Regions from separate parts of the Mus musculus genome. Here region 1 is linked to region 2. Evidence: chromatin contacts called from public Hi-C data. All regions are on one chromosome and are shown on one strand. The core of a region is the stretch at or near the end of the contact, and the rest is flanking DNA. Distances in the headings are between cores, read along the strand shown.

Evidence for each region. Hi-C and Micro-C count contacts between places; a contact is called where the count stands out from the background.
Region 1: a Hi-C map of B cells shows a contact between it and region 2, with 5 read pairs. The contact joins the promoter of Bckdha here to the promoter of Pou2f2 in region 2. A contact is called at or near these places in 1 of 39 promoter capture datasets (embryonic stem cells), 1 of 484 Hi-C or Micro-C datasets (B cells) and 3 of 115 datasets of contacts at active chromatin or transcription factors (cardiomyocytes, embryonic stem cells and large pre-B cells).

The regions. Positions count from the first base shown.
Region 1 is chr7:25,655,497-25,660,598 of GRCm38.p6, reverse strand. Bckdha (branched chain ketoacid dehydrogenase E1, alpha polypeptide) reads left to right here and starts at 1,838. Exons shown (of 9, transcript NM_007533.5): 1 at 1,838-1,966. The coding sequence starts at 1,859. It overlaps Exosc5 (exosome component 5), which reads right to left and starts at 1,446. Exons shown (of 6, transcript NM_138586.3): 1 at 1,216-1,446. The coding sequence starts at 1,363.
Region 2 is chr7:25,129,027-25,134,532 of GRCm38.p6, reverse strand. It overlaps Pou2f2 (POU domain, class 2, transcription factor 2), which reads left to right and starts at 2,073. Exons shown (of 15, transcript NM_001163554.1): 1 at 2,073-2,108. The coding sequence starts at 2,081.

The sequences.
Region 1 (5,102 bases), core at 589-3,088, 530 kb before region 2:
AGCTCTATCAGTCGTCAGCTCTTGCCCCATCTATCTGATTCCTTCGCAGGAAAATGCCTGGAGACTTGTCTCAACTGTTTTTTTTCTCGCTCTTTCTGACCCACCACTATAAGCAATGACCTCTAGCTTATTAGCCATAAGGTGATCAGCCTTTAACATCTCAAACAAACTCACCATTGTCAACTCTGTCTCTGCCCTCTCATCTGTCTACTCTGGTAGTTTCTCACCCTCTCATGACCTCTCAAAGTTGGCTGGCCCGACTGGGATATAGGGTTGTGTGGGTCTCAGCCACAAGACTTCTCTTTTCTCCCTATTCATTTAGTCTGATGAAATGTGTATACCAAGGAAAGGCACGTTTTCTTAAATGATGGGACCGGGGAAGGGGAGATGCTTCTCAGCCCAGGATGGGAAGATCACATTTAATTTGAAGAGCACTTACTTAGATGTATCATCTGCCACAGTAATTATATTTAAACCAGTGGTGGTGATGTGTCTGTCTCAAAGGGTATTTATGCAAATAAACACCTTAGCCTCAACCGGTGATGTATGGATCTAGAAGTGTTTTTTAAGAAATCTAGTCAAAGCCAGGCGTGGTGGCGCACGCCTTTAATCCCAGCACTCGGGAGGCAGAAGCAGGCGGATTTCTGAGTTCAAGGCCAGCCTGGTCTACAAAGTGAGTTCAACAACAAAGTGAAAACAACAACAACAACAACAACAACAAAAACCCAAGAAATCTAGTCAAGGGGAGCTGGAGAGATGGCTCAGTGGTTATGAGCACTGACTGCTCTTCCAAAGGTCCTGAGTTGAATTCCCAGCAACCACATGGTGGCTCACAGCCATCTGTAACGGGATCTGATGCCCTCTTCTGGTGTGTCTGAAGACAGCTACAGTGCTCTTATATAAATAAAATAAGTCTTGAAAGAAAGATAAAAGAAAGAAAGAAATCTAGAGAAGGGTAATATCTGCCTTGGTGAAATACCTATTCTGGGATAGTCACTCTTATGAGAGTGGTCTTGCTCTCGATCTCCTCTGAGAGGGATTTACCAGGCTGGCCAACTCATTTCTTCTCGAGACGGGAGGTGGGTATACTCAACATCTAGAAATAAGTTCAAGGAGGCGGGCGTACTTGGTTACATACTACACAGTAACCGCTCTTCAAAAACCCTTCTTCGGTGAGGATGGCGCGCGCTGAGTTAAACTTGGTGAGGCTCGTACCTTGAAGAAAAGAAGCAGATCCATCCGGCCGGGACAGCAGGTTTTGCTCACAAGCAAAGTGCCGGAGACTGCAGACTGGACTTCGGGGGCTGGACTCTGTTCCGGTGTCAGTGAGTAAATTGGCGTCTGCACGCTTTGCGCCCTCCATAGCCGCTGACCACGCGCGCTGCGGCTCCCACCGTAGCTTCCGCTTAGCGGCGCGCGCAGTTCTACCGGCCGCGTACCTATTGCGCATGCGCCCGTCTAGGGCACGCCCGAGTTGGCCCTAGCACGTGGCTCAGCGTTTACTAACAATCTGGTCCCGCCCACCTCCACCTCCCAATTCTGGCATAGCCATTGGACAACAGGGAACAGGGGGAGGGACTTGGAGAGGGCCCATTTTGCTCAGGGCTCCGGGTCCTGAACCCTGAAGGTTCAAGTTAAGTTGTCCTTTTAGTTGCCTGAATTAGGAGCAACTAGAAGCAGACGACCGGAGCAATTTTAGAGACTAAAAATTGCCACCTTACTCATTTATGCGTCTTTGTCGCAAGGTGGTTAGAAGCAGATAGCGTGTTGGCCTAGCGGTGCTGCTATTTGAATAAGGCATCTGGTGGGACAGCCGTATGTCTATCCTGTGAGAAAGGAGGAGTGGTTATTAGCCAAGATGGCGATAGTGATGTCTGCGGCCAAGATCTGGAGGCCGAGCCGTGGCCTGCGCCAGGCTGCTCTTCTCCTGTTGGGACGATCTGGGGTTCGGGGCTTGGCTAGATCTGTGAGTATCTGAGCCCCACGGGGTCTTTCTTAGGGAGAAATAGAGACGTAAAAGTTATTCTTACATTGTGTGAGACACCGCGGGCTGTGAAGGAAAGAAAGAAAAGGTCCGAGAAACTTCTTGAAGAGAAATTCAAGGGAAGAATCCCTTTAGAGGAAAAGCAAGGCAGCTACTTGTGGGCCTCGATAGAAGGAGACGAGACGGGGGTTGAAAGGACAGATCAGGTTTTCATAGGGTCCTACATTGCTTAAATTCCAACTGTAAAGGGAGTTGAGCAAGAAACTGGTTTGATTCCTATGCCACCTGATCAAAAGGCAAGGCAAGGGACTTTGCCATGACTGTCCTTTACACAAGATGATTATGAAGGGAGACAAAGAGAGCTACAAGTTCAAACAGGACCCTTTGCCCACGTTATTTTTTTGAGACAGGATCTCACCCACGAGTCCGGAATGGCCTTTAGCTCACCCAGATGCTTAGACAGGCATCGAACTGGAGATAGTCCTGTCCCAGCCTCCCAAGTACTGGCATTACAGATGTAAGCTACGGTGCTTGGCTGCCCACTTTTCTTGAAAACACTGGAGAAAACTCGGAATTCCCTTTTGATCCATTGTTGATAAGGGCAGGATAACACTTCCAAAATCTGTTGCGGTCTGGCAATGTACCACCACAGTGTAGAATGCTTGCCTAGCACGCGCCACGTCCAGAGTTTGGCTCCTAGCCCTGTGTGTTTGTTTATCTGGATATGGCGACACATGTCTGTAATTTCAGCGCTTGGGAAGTAGGAGAGGAGGCATTTGAGGCCAGGTTGAGTTACGTGAGACCCTATCTCAAAAAAAAAAAAAAAAGATTTTTAAAAATGGTTTACTTATTTTTATTTCACGTGCATTGTTGTTTGGTCTGCATGAAGATGTTGGATTCTGTAGAACTTGAGTTGCGTACATACAGACAGTTTTGGACTGCCATATGGGTCCTGGGAATTGAACCCAATTCCTCTGGAAGAGCAGCCAGTGCTCTTAGTCACTGAGCCATCTCCCTGCACCCCCCAAAAGATTCTTTTTAAAAAGAATAGGACCTGGTGTGGTGATGTATGCTTTTGATTCCAGCACTTAGGCAAACAGATCTCTGTGAGTACCAGGCCAGGGCTACATTGTGAAACTGTGTCTTTTTCTCTTTTTCATTTATTTATTTATTCACTCCACATCCCGATATCAGCTCCCCCTCTCCTCCCAGCCCCTCCCCCCCCCTTACAGCTACTCTTCCTGTTCCTTTCCCCCTTCTCCTTTGGAAAGGGGGAGCTTCTATCACCTCCCCAGCACATCAAATCATTGAAGTACCATACACCAACGCTAGACAAGGTGGTCCAGCCAGGGGAAAAGAATCCACAGGCAGGCAACAGGTTCAGAGACAGCCCCCATTCCAGTTATTGGGGGACCCACATAAGAACAAGCCACACAAGTGTGTGTGTGTGTGTGTGTCCAGGTCCAGCCAGTGCTCATTCTTTAGTTGGTGGTTCAGTCACTGAGAGCCCCCCCCCCCCCAGAATCCACGTTAGTTGACTCTGTGGTCTTCCTGTGAAGCCACCATCCTCCCCTGGGCCCCCAGTCCTTCCCCCAACTCCTCCACAAGACTCCCCAGGCTCCCTCCATGTACTGCTTGGCGGGGGTGGGGGTGGGGGGGGGTGGGGGGGGGTGTCTCTGAATCTGTTTCCATCTGCTGCTGAGTGTAGCTATTCCAGGCTCCTGCCTGGAAGTATAACAAAACATCATTAACAGCCTCAGGGATCGGCTCCTGCCCGTGGGATGGGTCCCAGTCATTGGTCAGTCATTCCCTCTATCTCTGCTCCATCCATGTCCCTGCACATCTCGCAGGCAAGACACATCCTGGGTCAAGGGTTTTGTGGGTGGGTCCCTCCACTGGGAGTCCTGCCTGGCCACAGGCAGTGGCCACTTCAGGTGCCATATTCTCAGAGTCGTCCCCATAGACTCCCTGGGGCCTCTCCCACCCCACCCCCAGGACTCTGGCACATTGTAAAGACAACTCAACCCCCACCCTACCTCTGCTGCCAATTTCCATCGACTTCCCTGCTCTCCCTGCACCTGATCCCCCTGTCCTGTTCCTCTCTGTGAATTACAGGCCAGTCTGGTCTACGTAGAGTTTCAGGAGCTATAGAGTGAGACAGTCTCTTACAAAAGAAAAATTTTGTTGGTAATACCTGGTTAGAGGGCTTTGAAGTAAATTTCCAGTGGAAACAGGTCTGGTTAAGTGGATGGGGTCTAGAGCTGGACCACGTGATTTTTGCCTCTCTGCTCTGCCACTTTCCAATTGTGTGGCTTGGGCCAGGAACTGTACCTTGTGCCTCTCCATACACTGCCAGTATTGGGCACTTCCTAGGGTTGCTGTGGAAATACCAGCTTGTCAGCAGTACAGATTGGACCCGGTACAAAAGGGCAGTAGGACTGTCTGACTTATATTAGTGGTGAGGACCAAGACCACAGAGATTGGGAGAGGGAAAGAATGACCTGGAGAGTGGGAACTGGATTGGCAATGCCCTGGCGAAGCATCTCCATCTTCCATGAGGCTGCGGTCGCTCCTCTGTGTGTTTCATAGGGCAGAGAAGACAGGGTCGGGAAGAGAAGGGGACGAGCAGAGGTGAGCAGGTGAGCAGGATGAGGAAGATTGGCAGCGGAAGCAAGCAAATATAGAAAGGTTGCTGGAGCCAGTGGGGGTGGGGCAGGCTCCTGCTTGTGTGCTGTTCTCTTTTTTTTTTTTTTTTTTTTTTTTTGGCAATCAAATCCTTCACAGCTGATTTCAGTCCCTGAACTCATTGGCTGAGCAGGTAGGCTGAGCTTTGAGCTGAAGTGAGGTACCCTAGGGAAAGGTCACTGTGGCTGATTAAATCTGTTTTCCTGCTGGCTCAGTCTCCGGTTTTTGTCCCCATATTTCTTTACTTATTTGAGAGGACATTTGGAAGAACGGCAGGAGGGCGCAGTCTGTAGCTTTCATTAGTCTGTATATTTACATTTTCCCATTCCCCACCCTCCCACTTTGGCAGTGGCTTATGTAGCCCAGGCTGGCTTTCCAGCTCCCTGTAAACCTGAGCGTGACCTTGAACTCCTGCTCTCCTTGCCTCCGTGTC
Region 2 (5,506 bases), core at 824-3,323:
TCTGCCCCTTTGTCTTTCTCCCCTCCTTCAGCATCTCCTGCATAGGCCCAGAGACTCAGACACAGCTTTCAGCACGGAAGGCCATAGGAATAGAATTTATCCTTAGGGAACCATCGAGGCCTTCCCACTCTGGCCTCACTTGAAGATCCAGGAGGGCCTCACTGGAAATGGGTGTCCCTTCTTTTCCTAGATCACCATCTGGGACCCAGCCTGGTGAATGTGTCTCTGGCCTGCACGATGTTGAATTGGTAAAGGGTAGACTATGGGGGAGGGGCCTTGTCTGGGTTGTATCCCTCCATATCGTGCTAAGTACCACCACTCCCTCAAAAGATAAATCCTAAATGAAAATGGAGCTTACTGGGTAAATCAGGCTTCAAGACAAAAACCTGCTACCTTACTGCCCCCAACTTCTGCTGGGAAGACCCTCGTGTATAGAAAATCTGCCGCCAGCCGCTGTGCGGTCGGCAAATGCCCTCTGAAATGGTCTTTCCGATAATGGGATATTATAGAGTGTAGATGCCCAGGAACTGTCCCCTCTGTGTGCAGCTTAAGAGCTGAGTTCGTTCCTGTCAGGACCATCTGCCAGGTCTTGGGGTGTCCACCTGCACAGGGCTGGGGGCAGAGGGCACCCATGTAGTTCTTTGTGTCCTTCATGGCTGTGCACATGGGAGTGTGGGCACATGTAACCTGGCCTGCGTTGGCCATATGTGTAGATGTGCCCTCTGCCCTGTGGGTCTGGGTGAAGTAGTAGAGCATATGTAGCTGATGAAGCTTGGTCTGCGGGGAGGGGTGATATTGGGGCCATGGTAGAGATGTGCACTAGTGAATCTCTGTGTGTGCATTCGTGTGAAATGCTGGAGGGTTGGTCTGAGAAGAAATACTTCAGTGTATGCATGTATGTAGAAGGATGAATCCAGCCGTCTATGTGTGCACGCGTGTGGTTTGGGGGACCCTCCACTTGGGGTGTAAAGTGTCCTGGATGGCCCTAGTGGATAGGAGAACTGTTTAAGAGATGCCAAGGCAGCTCAGCAACTCGGACTCCAGGAAGCTGAGAGGGAGAAGAGGGCAGTTGGCTCGCGCCTGCCTTTGTCTGCGCTACTGTGCGCCCGAGTCCTGCGCCTTTGTGTGACCCTCGCAGGTGTGCGCGCGGGGCGGGGGAGGATGCGGGCCGGGATGGAGCGGAGGGCGGGGCTCCCTCCTCTGAAGCCGGCCCCGCCCTCCTGCCCATTGACTGGACGCTGCCGCCCTCTGGCGGGCTTCAGGAAAACCGCAGGACTGAGAGCGGAGCGGCTCGCTGAAAGCGCTCCACAGGAACCCTGAGGACTCAAGCTCAGCTCCACTGCCCCGGGTGCACGCGTTTGCCCTCTGACAGGCTTCTAGCTGTCTCTGACTTAGGCCTCCACCCCTCGCCCTAACTGCCACTGTGCCACTGCTCATGGGCACTATTGGCCCGGGATGCCTTACCTGTGGCACAGGTTGCAAGCCTTGGTCTGTCCACAGCATCCTGAGCATCCCCTTTTTTTTTTTTTTTTTACTTTGATGCATCTTGGCCCTGGATCCTTGAGAAAGCCACTGCTCCCTTCTCTGATCTTCAGTCTTGTCGTTTGTAAGACGAATCACAAAATACTGTCAAACTATGACACCTGTTACGTGGGAGGTGCAGGGTTAGGCACTGAGAGATCCCTCCTCGAACAAACCTCAAATTGTGTTTGCCATTGTTATTGTATAGCCTCACCTTCTCTCACAGCCCCACACGCCCTGTTCCAGATGTGTTCGCCCCCACCCCTCCGTGCTGCGGGGGCAGAAGGACTGTATAGATACCTCCTAGTGTGGCCCCAGCAAGAGTCAGTTCTTCCAGCGTCCTCGCTTTCCACCCGACTAAGCCCCTACTCAAATACACTCATGATCTGGGGTCGCCTGGGCCGCTGGGGTCGGCCTGTGGGCCAGGGTATTTTCCCTTCCGAAGGGGGCGGACCGGCCCTGTGGTTTCCTCCCGGGGTGACTTCCGGCAGGGAGGGCTGGCCCCCAGAGAGGGCGGGGAGATGACACAGTTGTTCCCCAGCCCTGGCTGGCGGGCAGCATGGTTCATTCCAGCATGGGGGCTCCAGGTAAGAGGCTGATGCCTTCTCATGGGTGGCGAGGACAAATAGCATATTAGGGCCGTTCTGCTGACCACCTCTGCCAACGGTTCCTGCACCTCCTCTTCGGCTGTCCCCCTTGTTTGGGAGGCCCCGTGCTTTAGTAACATCTTTTCCTTCCTTCACCTAGTCCCCCTCCTCAGCTCCTCTTTGATACTGTTTTGCATTAGGCATGGGGTGTGTGTGTGGGGGGGTATACTTCCAGTCTGTCTCCCCACTGAGGGAACAGGAAAAAGGAAGGGTCATGTGGTTTTTTGTTTGTTTGTTTGTTTGTTTTGTTTTGTTTTTTGCTGGACTTCATATGGGGAACTGGTGGGCTGGGCAGCGTGGGCGATTCTTTAGACACAGGGCTGCAACAGGTTTGGAAGACCAAGCAGTTGCGTTTGTGTGGTGCAGGTGTGCATATGTGTGAGTGTGGGTGTGGTGTCCTGCGTCCTGTGCTTATTGCTATTTCTCCTGGGTGTGCAGGGGGGAGGGCTGCTGTGCGTGGCATTCCTGTGTGCCCGTAGCAGTGATTTCTTCTTGATCCACTTCATTTATTCTGCAAAATGGCACTAATCTTATATATCCCTCAGTCTCCTTATCCTGCTCTGACTTTCTCCGTGGCGCATGCATTCTATGTCTTTGAGTTACTACATGCTTGCCTGGGTGAGCTGGATACGGTGCAGGCACCGTATCAGGTGATTTGCGCTTGGGGACTCATTTCGTAGAAGGTATGCATCTCTGCGCAGACTTAGCATACCTCAGCAGAGTACTGGGAAGTGTAAGGTGATAATACCAGTGCTGAGATATTCCAAGGATCAGTACTTCATGACTGCTTTTCTGGAGCTTTGGTCGAGTGTGCGTCGAGCTCCTGGGTGACCGTAGGTGTGAGTGTTGGCTTGGCGTGCATCCGTCCAACATGCATCAGTATGTGGGGGGCATCGCCAAGTCCCTTCAACAACCGCTGGTTACCGGGCCGTTCTATGTTGGATATTGGTGTTGAAGATATATCAGGGCTAGGCAGCTTCAGGTCTGCTTTTCTGGAGTCACGAGTTCAGTGGAAAGGACAATCCTGTGGTGATCAGACCTGGGATTGGAGGGTGGAGGGTGGAGCAGAGATGATAGAGTCCAGAAGTTATCTAGTTCTGTTGTCATGGTAGTAGGGAGGGCTTCCTGGAGGAGTTCTCTGAGCTAGGATATAAAAATGATGGTGGTAGACAGTAGAAAGATGAGGATTGACAGGTATTTATTTACTGAGGTGGCCGTGTGGGTGTACACATATCTACTTGTTCAGTGTACATATGAAGTCCAGACTGCCATCTGCACACATATAGCGGCTTCACTATGGACTCATTTCAAGTGAGAACTTGTAGCCACTGGACAAAGCATTAGACTTTTTACTGGGGATTTCTGTAGGGTGAAAAAAAAAAGAAAAAGTCCTACCCAGGAGAACTGTTATGGGTTTTCACCGTGTAGCATTGGCAAGAATCAATCCATCGTAAGGATGTGATTAATACATCGTGTGGCCTCGGGCAGATCACTCACCGTCTGATCTCAGGCTCTCCACCCTGGAGAGTCTCAGAGGTCTTCGTGGTTACCTCTCAGAATGAACTGACTCTGGACACGGGTGTATGCATATCAGATTGCCTGTGCCTTTGAATATGCGAATGTGTGTGTGTCACTCTGGATATGAGTAAGTGCATGTGTGTATGCATGTATCTGGATGGGGTTGGTTTTTTTATACACCACCCTATGGCATCATCTGAGTGTGTGTCTCCCTATAGGTTGTGTGTGTGTGTGTGTGTGTGTGTGTGTGTGCGCGCGCACATGCAAATGTGAGTGTGGACAAGTCTGTGTGGAGGTCAGAGGTCAACCTCAGGATGTCAGTCCTTGCCTTCTGTCTTGACACACGCTGGTTGGTTGGCCAACTCCCCCTCTTGTCTTGCCATCTTATCTGTTACAGACTCACATCCCTGCATTTTTGAAAATGGATATCTAGGGACTTGAACTCAGACCCTCGTGGTGTTTGGCCATTTCCCCAACCCCTCCATCTATGGGCTTAAGGAATAGCTGCTTAGGGGATAGGATAGACAGCAGAATTGTCAGGTGGAAAACCAGGGTGTTGTAGACCAAGCCTTGAACCTGTGCCACATGCAGGACTTCCAGTGCAGTGTTGGTGGGGGCTTGCCTTGGATGGCATCTACCCTAGACATTCATTTGCTCCAAACAGAGGCTGTGAAGGGCGATGCCCTGGGCATGCACTTAGTCCTCCCTGGGATCTATGCACACCTATGCACAGAGTTTGGCATTGCTGGCTGTAGCTGTGTATACCACTGCTCTTGCTGTGTCCATCACCTGGATCTCCATCCCTCCTCCATCCCTCCGTCCTGATAGCACAGCACTGTTTGGTCCCTTGAGGTTACCTGGGACAGCTGTAGGGTTGGGAGGTGTGAGGTGGCCCTCCTCAGGAGACAAGGGGCAGGGCCAACTGAGTCCACAGAGGTTCCCGGTAGCGCCCAACCCTGCCCATGGGGGCTCCCAGGCCATAAACTCGATGCCGGCTGTGGAGGCAGAGGACCCAGGGGACAGCCCGAGTGGGGCCGGGAGGGTGAGGGGCAGTCCTCCGGTTCTCTATATTTAGCCCCGATTTCGGTAAGTACTAACGAGAAGCTAGACTAAGCCTGCTAAAAACTGGCTGGGGGAAATGCAGAGGAGAAGTGAAAGTAGGGGAGGGAGGGCCAGGGAGTGCAGAGGGACCCAGGGTCCCCGGCCTGGCCCATTTGGGGCAACTGAGGGTGAACTCAGAATTTGGGCAGCCTGGGGTGGATCTGGCTTGAGGTGGTGGAATTTAAGGGACAAGGCCAGAGAACTTGGTACTTTTCCTTGCAAGACGTCACACTTGACCTGGGGTGACAGGGAAGGGCCACCATAAGTAGCCACCCAGCCTTTCCATGTGATTGAGGCTTCGGGAGGCACCAGGGTTTTAGAGCTCCTTGAAATCAATAACCTGGAGGGACTTTTAAAAATCTGAGTGTTCAGGGAAGGGAGTGTGGTTCTGTGGTAGAGCACTTGCTGAGCCTGCACAAAGCCCTGGGTTCTAGCTATAAAACACACACACACACACACACACACACACACACACACACACACACGCACGCACGCACGCACGCACACGCACATGTCCATGCACTAGTACATGTTTTAATAAATCTGGAAGCCCGGGTCACACACTGACAGCAGTGTCTGGGTGGTGGTGGCAACGGCATTTCTGCACAGCTGATGGCTGTGACTCGGGCTGTTTCAGCCCTGGACTGAAGCAGAGACAGAGCCTTCAATGGCTGATGCCCTGAGCCCTGACATCATTTGGCTTACAGTACAGATGGAGC